Linked DNA regions of Mus musculus: all the other regions are linked to region 2. The links are chromatin contacts, called in public HiChIP or PLAC-seq maps. All regions are on one chromosome and are shown on one strand. Each heading gives the region's core, a stretch centred on a gene start, on an enhancer-like site or on the middle of the called end of the contact. The rest is flanking DNA. Distances are from core to core; before and after follow the strand shown.

Region 1 (2,959 bases), core at 246-2,745, 190 kb before region 2:
TTCCACCACACCCAGCTTGATAAATTACACATTAATGGCATGGTCCAGGAAGTAGAAATTGATGCACCCCCTTTAAGACATGGTGTATGTACGCACAAATATGTGGATGTCGTAGCTTGAGCTGACACATCCAAACCTGAGAAAAGGAGTCATAAAACACTTTACAAATGAGTGCTTTGCATTTCTTACCTCCTAAAATATAAGTGATCCTGTTTAGCTAGGAACACCAGGAGGATGGACAACTGGACACCCACTGTCTTAAACCTGCCCTTCAAGGCTCATCATTAAAATCTTACTGATCCTATCTGACTGCTGGCTTTATGCTACCTAGATCTTCTTGCAAATGTCAATTACAAAACTAGGGATCCGGAAGTTGGACTTACCAGGAAGGCATGCACCGCATGACATCACCAAAATAGCCACACACAAGTCTGTGTTGCCTGGAGCAAGTGTCTTAGCCTCTTTAGGCCCCAGTTTGTTTATCTTTATTACGAGCTAAAACTGCAAAGGTTGTGTAAGATTTTGTCTCTAAAGTCCTTAGCACAATGCTGATCTCACAATTTCTGAAGTCAATCAATGAAATACAATGGCTTGCCCTCACCTAACACCCAGCATAAAGATAAAGTCACTAGAGAGTATATTTGCTTCTACTCCTGCTTCTGATGGAGTATTTATAGGAGACAAATGAAGGGTGCCATCGACGTTTCTCAAAGTCTGTTTTGGTGCCTACGTGTCATCCCTTCAGGCAAGGCAATGCTGCTTTGGTGTATTCAACAGGTGCACAAGCATGGGAGCACTAGGTGGACTCCTCCTCAGGGCACCCTCCTCAGAGTGTCCAGAACATGCTAGGTTTCGGCACTGAGCACCAGGAGCGGAAATCAGAGCCAGTTGGCTCTCCAAGAACAGACGCCTGCCACCCAAGCCCCAGGAAGAGCGCCCCCGAGACATCCCCGCCCTCAGGCGAGCGCGACGCTTAGTCCAGCCAAATGTGCCAGCTCTCTGGTGTCCCCCGCACCCAGTACTCCCGCGGACAAGCGCCCCTGGCCATCCCCAAGCCGCCGGGGTCCTCCCTGTCGGGGAACCGAGCGCCCCTAGTTCTCAGGTCTCCGCGAAGTCGCTCGCCTTCACTAATTCCCGCCCTCCCTCCCTCCCCGGCGTTGCTGCCCAAGTGGGGAGCACGGGGAGCGCGGCACTCACCCAGCGTGGCCACTGCGCCGGCCTCGAAGAGCAGGCAGTCGCCGCGGCCCCGCGCCTCCAACAGCACGCTGCTCGGGCCAGTGGGGTCCAGCCGCGCCAGCAGCCGCAGCCCTTTGCTTAGAGCCATGGGCGCGGGGAGCAGAGGAGAGCGGGGACCAGGTCCCGCCCGAGGGTGTGCGGCTACCAGGAGTTTCACTTTGTGCCGGGCTCCAGTGCCCACGGCTCCTCCTCCTCCTCCTCCTCCTCCTCCTCCTCCTCCTCCTCCTCCTCCTCCTCCTCCTCCTCCTCCTCCTCCTCCTCCTCCTCCTCCTCCTCCTCCCCTAACACCACGACAGCCTCCTCCTCCTCCTCCTTTCTCCTCCACCCCCTCCTCCCCCTCCCTCCCTCCCTCCTCCTCCTCCGCCCGGGCCCCGCCGCACTGCCCCGAGCAGGTGAGGTGGCGCTGCCGCCCAGCCTCTCCGACGACGACCGCGCTCCCCCAAGCGGCGAGGCAGGCACCTGCGAGCCACAGCGGGAACCCAGACTGCGCCCGGTGGGCTTGAGCTCGCCAGGGCTCAGTACTCCGGGACGGTCCTCCCTGCTGGGGGCGGCTGCGGGCGAAGGAGATTCCACACATTCCTCGCCGCGGAGGAGGCTGCAGCCGCGGAGAGCCTCAGGAGCCCGGACCCTGCCCGGATTCCCGCGGCCTTATATGGGTAGCTGGGGGCTGAGGGCTGAGCAGGGCTGGCAACCCCCCACCCCACCCCTGCCGCCACCGCTTGTCCGGCGCAGCACTTCTTCCCACGCCCACCCCACCCCCACGCCTGAGACCCCGGATGGGGCCATTGGGTTCTGTGCCTCAGTCTCCCTGAATGGAACTGCAGAAACGCAAAGTGGCCTTCACTCTGAAACTACCGTGGTGATTGAGTATGTTCTTGTGAGTGGTGTGTGTGTGTGTGTGTGTGTGTGTGTGTGTGTGTGTGTGTGCCTGACACACTCTTTAAATGCTGCCTTCTACCGAAGACTTTAATTCACTGTGCGACCCAAACTGGTGTTGCGTTGTGTCCGAGAGATGAGACATCTATTCCCTGCTATCCCCTTTACCACATGACCTTGACCTCGCTGAGATGCACATGGCCTCGCCTATCAGAGTGACAGGTGAGGAACCCCCACCTGAGGATCTCAGTGCCTGTTCTTGCTCAGCATTGATGAGTATTCTGTGATCTGCAACCTTCAAGCAACTCGAGGCAAGGCCTCTTGGTCCTTGGGTCGGGTTGGTCAGGATTGGTCTGCTAGCCAAGGGAGAACGCAGCCAGGTCGAACTGGAAGCACCTTTGGGCGCGTTTGGAGCATCCTTTCCTAGTGTGATGCCTCTAGAGGTCCTCACCCGCAAGTTTCCAGCAGGCCACCCTAACAGCTGGGTTCCTCTGCCGCCCGCCCGCCCCATTCTGCTGTGCTAAGACCAAGAGTGGCGCATGGCTTTCGGAGGTTGGTTCTCCACAGCTTCTTTATACAGTGGAGAGATCACCACCCCATGCAAGTCGTGTAACATTAAGTGTAGCAAACTCGGCTGGGCAGGGTGGCCGGCACCTTTAATCCTAGCACTAGGGAGGCAGAGACAGGCAAAATTTTATTCTTTATAGAAACAAAGTCACCCTCAACCACCTTCCCTTTTCTGTATCCAAACAAAATAAACAGCGGCTCCATCCAGAGGGGTGACAGCAGCCCTGGGTGGTCCAGTGGAGATGAAGAATTTGTTAGAAAGCCTTAGTCTCAAGTCCTA
Region 2 (3,080 bases), core at 304-2,803:
ATCCTGCAGCCTTGGAAAGCCACCTGACTCATGCAAATGGACTTCTGGGAGGTATTGCCCATATCTCTTCTAATGATCGGAACTGGGGCAGGGTGGGGTCTCATCAGTTTCAAACTACAGGCTCTGTACACTGGAATTTATCATTCCATACTGTAAGTATATAAATAGTGTCTGCAGTAAACATCTCCTTAGAACAATGGAATCAAATGAATCAGGATTATGCAGGGCTATAATTGTACTTTACACACACACACACACACACACACACTGCACACACACCACACATACACACTTTTTCAGGTCAGAATTTTTAAATATTTGTCATACTGTTCAAATTTTAAGGGTGATGACTGGGGGAACTCTCATGGTCATGGATCCTCTGTGAGAACATCATGGTTTGGAAAGCAGCCCGTGTTCTCAGGAGATGCCCAATACAAATATCCTCACCCCCTCTTGCTTGTTTGACCTTTGCTTCTAATTTCTAGTTCCTCTTGTTGATTAAAAAAAGGATTTAAAAGTTACATTTATTTATCTGTGGTGAATGTGCATGTGTGTGCACATGCCTGTGTGCGCATGTGTGCATGTGTGTGCACATGTGCACGTGTGCGCGCGTGTGCATGTGTGTGCGTGTGTGCATGTGTGTGCGCGTGTGCATGTGTGTGCGTGTGCATGTATGTGCGCGTGTGCATGTGTGTGCGTGTGTGCATGTGTGTGCACGTGTGCATGTGTGTGCGTGTGCATGTGTGTGCGCGTGTGCATGTGTGTGCGTGTGTGCATGTGTGTGCGCGTGTGCACATGCATGTGGAAGTTAAAAGGATAATGTTAGGAAGTCAGTGCTCCCTTTCCACCCTGTGGATTCTCAGGCTTAAACTCGAGGTTGTCGGGCTTGGCTGCAAGTGTTTTTAACCCGTAAGCCACCTCTAAGCCCCCATTCTTAAAGCTGTTTCTATTTAACTTTCTTTCTGTCTGTTACTGCACACCCTATGTGCTCTCCCTCCACATTTCTCTTCGATACATTCCTTTCCTACTTGCATTCTGGTTGTTTTCTCTTTTTCTTCTCATCTTCCACTCTCCTCTTTCTCACCTGTCACTCTGCTTTTCGCTTTAGGTTGTTTTTTTTTTTTTTTTTTTTTTTTTTAATCGGACTTTTAACCTTCCACCAGTAGAGGGCGCTATCACCACTTTCCTCTTTCTCTGAATTTGGTGGCCCTGTTTCTAAAGTGTACTTGAATTTATCTCCCTTGTTATGTAATCTTAAGAGGAAAAGGCTAAGCCCCTATTTATGATGGTGATAGTTCATATAGATGAATAATACCACATGGAAGAAACCAACATTTTCATTTTCAAAACAATCCTTTTAAAGGATCCACAATAATTGAACACTGATTCTATCTATAAAATTGGTTTTTGTTGTTTTTGTTTTTTGTTTATTTTTGTTTTAGATTAAAAATTCATCAGATATTGAATGAGGCCAGAGTAGAAGCTGGCTCTGTATGCGTGTCTACCCGCAGACTTTTGTAGCTTGAGCGCTGGGGCTTTTGCTCTGAGTCATAGCCCTTGTTTAAATGATAAAGAAATGTATGGTTTCAGATGTTGCAATGCCACACAGTAGGTGAGTATTTAGTGCTTCAGTCTGAAACCACGGAGGGCCATGGAGTTGGCTCAGTGGGTGAAGGTGTTTGCTTGCGGTCAAGCCTGAAGACCTGAGTTCCCTCTAGTCTCACGTGATAGAAGGAGCGAGCTGACTCCTGGAGATAACCTTGGATTTCCACGCATGCACCATCGAATGCATGAGTACACACACACACACACACACACACACACACACACCCTATAAGTAAATATAAAAAGCCATAAAAACTTCAAAACATCAAAGAGACCATTTACTTTCACTTTCTGTAGATTTGGGGGTAAAACTTGAGACACGTTCTATTCTGGCTGATGGCTTGTCTGAAAGTGCAGTTTTGAAATGCTATGAATTTTCTATGCGGTCTATAGACATGTTTACAATGGCTTAGATTTCTCATGGCTTTTGCTCTAATTCTGTCAAAAGGACTCAAGCTGGGCGGGGCTTATTTCTGCTCAGCTGTAAAGCTCTGTCTCTGGCCTTATGACCACTTATGGGCATGAACTGATAGACAGAAGACTACCCCACCTTCCAGAGTCCGCCTAGAATGCAGATTTAGGTTAAGAGGATGATCTGGCCTTCTCAGGTCTATGAGGAGACCTCGTTTAACAGTGGAACTGTTGCCTCCGCCTTGCTTGATATCAGATTAAAGGCACTGTTAGTTCCCATTCCTCTGACAAAAATCCCTGAGCGAATCAATTTAAAAAGAGGAAAGATTTATTGGGGTTCACAGCTTCAACCCATGGTCACTTGGCTCTGTGGCTTTGGGACTGCAGAGACACAGTGTGTTATGGGCTGGGGGCAGGGGAAGACAGCAGACAGAGACGACCTATTTACTTCATGACAGGCAACATGCAAACAGAGAAGGGGGCCGGGTGCCCAAGATCCCTGTCCAAGGCATACTCTCAATAATTGTTCTTCAATTAAGATTTCACCACCTCCCAACAGGTGGGACCCAGGCCTTGGACATTTCAGATCTGAACTCTAAGGGGGAGGATATAAAATATTAAGTAATACTAAGTTATTTCTAAAAATTCCCCAAATATACACTGTGTCATCTTTACCTTTAACAAATGTTCCCAAAAGGGTCTCTGTAGCTACAGCCTTCAAATATAAATATGTATTCTGTTTCTGATGCTACCCGGAGCATCAGTTGTTTGCTGATCCAATATTCACATCCCACTTACAGGAGATGCTAGGTTATTGGTGACTTTCCCCAGGTCTGGAAGTAAACAGACCTCCTGGGTCCTTAGACACCACTCCCCTACAGTCATCCACCCATTGCTTCTAATACAAAGTATCTGAGTGCCCATGTGAGGCTTTCTGATACAGAGTATCTGAGTGCTCACGGAGGCCCACAGTATCTAGTCCCTAAAATACTGCCTGGTTCTCTATGTGCACTTTCCGCACTGCAGAGGAAATGCTATCTTGACCAGGATACCAGTTCTACAAT
Region 3 (3,133 bases), core at 159-2,658, 220 kb before region 2:
TTTTTTCTTAGCTCTCAGCTCCTCCCTGTCTTTGAGCCCAGCACCAGCAGCAGCACCAGCACCAGCAGCACCAGCACCGGCACCAGCAGCGCCAGCACCAACTTCTGCCATTGTCTTCCCAGATCACTCTCTTCTCCTCCCCTGGTTCTTTCCTCCATTTTTCAAGAGCTACCCTGACACTGGCACACCCCACATCAAGGTCCCGGTCTGATCTGATCAGCTCTACAGAGTCAATTGCCTACAACAACTCCCAATAAGGTATAAGCTAGCTCACATGTACCGATTTAGGGTTAGCATGTGGTCCTCGGCTACCCCAGTTCTCAGGGTCAGAATCTGGGCCCTGGCAGCCCTAATGACCTAGGCCCAGTCACCTGTCCTCAACTGGTCAATTCAAGAAATAAGGAATAGTAAAAACAATTTATTCAATGTGGCCACCACTGGAAAGACAAAGAAAGATGTCTAATGGTCCCTCAAATTCATCTTAGGGACCCCACTCGAGGTATAAGTGTAAGCAGAGAGCAAGAGGGTTTGCATATCTGAGTAGTCAAGGTATAGTCCTACCAATCAGTGACCTACCATTGTCTCAGTGCAGGTCTGTCCTGCCAGATGGTCTGACATCTTGTCAGAACTGTATGAGAATCTCTGAGAGACAAGCTCCACTGGTTGGCAACAGGCTTCAACTTTTTCCTTCGTCCAACATGGCAGTTCTGGAGGCATTCCAGTTTCTTGGGCCTATTGTTTCCCTAACATGGTAGTGAAAGGGTAGGTGCAGCCTCTCTTTAGAATACGTTCACTTCAGACAGCAACAGTTATACCTTTCTGACTCTGCCACACATTCAGGAAAGGTGTATGGGGAGGTTGGAGGGGGGGCATCCTTTACCCAGAAAGCTCACTGGTAAAGAGTGTTGTCACACACATAAGAACTCTCCAGGAAAGGTCTGACCCTTGCTCTGAAGCTGTGATACGCAGCCTCATCAGGAGAAGTGAGGGCCGGGCCTGCTGTACACAGCCCTGGCTGTGGCCATTATCCTCCAGGTTCTCGGTGTAGCCAAGGCCAAGGACAAGGGAATAGACAGAACAGCTTCCCTCTGAGAATACAGTGAAACAGTCCTGACATCAACAAGGACTTCGGCTCCATTGACAAAGCCTTCAAGTCACACAGACCCCAAGTGTCATCCGGCTCACACTTGGCTCACCATAGAACACAGAGGCCTTTGTGCGTTCACTCAGCTCTGTAAACAAACCTGGGCAGGCTGAGCAAATGACAGGAAACGGTTAGACAAAAGTGATAGGGTCCAGTCCACACTTGAGGGGCTGGGAAGCTGGGGAAGCCGAACTGACCTGTGGCCCTGGGGGATCAGCATGTGATGGGGTGGGAAGGTGAGTTAAACAAACACAACCCGAAACAGCCTTTTGCAAATATTTATTAAACTAACAAAACCCAACAGGCTGGCTGCCTTGTCTTCCTACTCTATTCCTGTGAATTATTGACTCCGCCATCAAACCTGTTTTATCACCGACTTACTACTGTGAAGACTCGAACCGGGTCTGACCTCTCTGGATAAGACCATTATGTATGAAGCACTGGCCTCCCATCACAGAGTAAACTGGAGGCTTGCAACAACAAACCCTGCTCCCAGTGAAGGGGATAACCCTAAGTCAAGGGGAGTCCAGGGTCTTGCAGGGGGGGGGGTCCCATCTCTTCCAACTCCCAGCACCTGGTACTAGCAGTCTTGGATTTTTCTTGACTTGTAGCTTCAGTCACTCTCTGCCTCACAGGACTGTCTTCTACTTACACATTCCTGTCCTAATATGACTTAAGCAGTTCCATTGGATGAGGGGCTCAACCCACACCTCTGTAACTTCATCTACCCTATGTCCATGAAGTCCTGCTGTGGTTACCAAACTTGGGAGGTCACACCTGAGCCTGAGGTCAGATTTGGTTACCCATCCTTAATAAACTAGTTTAAAAAGCCAAGTTAATAATGGGAAATAGGAAGGGGGGGGTTCTTTAATAGTTACATTGGGAAAAGGGACAAAGAGATCTAGTGACGCCCTTCTCAAAAATATCCATCTTAACATTGCTTTAGGTGTCCTGAAGTGAAACTCAAGTTTAAATAGAGAGTTAAGGATGTGCACATCTAAGTGATTCTGGTCAAAGGTGTGGCCCTGCCAACCAACACATCTTTCAGGGAACGAGTCCCCCGCACCATTCTCCCTCTTTCTCTGTCTCTGTCTGTCTGTCTCTGTCTCTGTCTCTGTCTCTGTCTCTGTCTCTGTCTCTGTCTCTCTCTCTCTCTCTCTCTCTCTCTCTCTCTCACACACACACACACACACACACACGCACACACACACACACACACGCACACGCACACACACACCAGGTTGTTTTCTCCTCCGAGCATGGAATTCCCACCTCTTTGGGGTCCACCATTTCAGTCACCTGATAGTCAGATTGAGAAACCTAAGTGTCTCTGTAAAATATCTTCATTTCCGCCCGGCCAGCTACACTATGAGTTGAGCAGCTGGGCTCCACCTTAGGCTTCCTCTACGATGTTCTGCTTAAAATCTATGGAGTCAAGCCACCATGGGCTGTATTGGTTTAGAGATAATTCCTCTAGGCTCCGCCCAACAGCTACCTAGCAACAGCTTGCGTCATCATTCTCCTCCAGGTGAGGCACCTTCTAAAAGGACTTTCTAAAAGGACTGCTCGCTACCCCACTTCTTCATTCACTCTTTCTCTCTCTGTTCCCACGTGTTCCCAGCCGGCTTCTCTTCCTCTCTTTCCCTCTTTCTCTGTTCCTCTGCCCCCTTTCTCTACCTCAACCCCCCTTCCAGGTCTTCACTCCCGGTCCCCCACAAGCATGGCGTGATTCCTTAGGTGGACATCTTGGCAGGGAGCCCACCAGGTACTCCCTTACTCCCGCCGCGTTACACCGCAATTTATATTTCATAACAGGCTGGAACCTCTAAAGGTATGCGCCCAGAATAAAGCACCCCTTCACTTTAAGCCAACTCTCTTGGGTGTACTGCCTCAATGGTGACTAACATGGATCTTGGTTGGAGGGATGGGAGCCTAGGACTTAAGTGTATCCTTTAGGGATCACTGCTCAATCCCTACACTTGGTAACCT

What was found. HiChIP or PLAC-seq counts read pairs in DNA pulled down with a chosen protein or histone mark.
Region 1: a FOXA1 HiChIP or PLAC-seq map of pancreatic cancer cells shows a contact between it and region 2. The contact joins the promoter of Synj2 here to the enhancer-like site in region 2. A contact is called at or near these places in 4 of 39 promoter capture datasets (the 3T3-L1 cell line, embryonic stem cells, pre-B cells and 1 more), 1 of 15 datasets of contacts at CTCF or cohesin (large pre-B cells), 1 of 484 Hi-C or Micro-C datasets (pro-B cells), 1 of 115 datasets of contacts at active chromatin or transcription factors (pancreatic cancer cells) and 1 of 9 other capture datasets (liver).
Region 3: a contact with region 2 is called in a FOXA1 HiChIP or PLAC-seq map of pancreatic cancer cells. The contact joins two enhancer-like sites. A contact is called at or near these places in 2 of 115 datasets of contacts at active chromatin or transcription factors (CD8 T cells and pancreatic cancer cells) and 2 of 9 other capture datasets (adipose tissue and liver).

The regions. Positions count from the first base shown.
Region 1 is chr17:5,939,816-5,942,774 of GRCm38.p6, reverse strand. Synj2 (synaptojanin 2) reads right to left here and starts at 1,495. Exons shown (of 27, transcript NM_001113353.2): 1 at 1,198-1,495. The coding sequence starts at 1,324.
Region 2 is chr17:5,746,799-5,749,878 of GRCm38.p6, reverse strand. The region is part of intron 8 of Zdhhc14 (zinc finger, DHHC domain containing 14); the gene reads right to left. Among named protein-coding and RNA genes, the nearest start is that of Gm41519, 22 kb to the left of the region's middle. Within about 2 kb of position 1,553, at least 25 of the 459 cell types and tissues checked have an H3K27ac peak or open chromatin away from gene starts, as enhancers often do. A contact at or near this core is called in pancreatic cancer cells and pro-B cells, where this site is marked.
Region 3 is chr17:5,963,441-5,966,573 of GRCm38.p6, reverse strand. All of the region lies in intron 1 of Synj2 (synaptojanin 2), which reads right to left. Among named protein-coding and RNA genes, the nearest start is that of Gm52312, 12 kb to the left of the region's middle. Within about 2 kb of position 1,408, at least 45 of the 459 cell types and tissues checked have an H3K27ac peak or open chromatin away from gene starts, as enhancers often do. A contact at or near this core is called in pancreatic cancer cells, where this site is marked.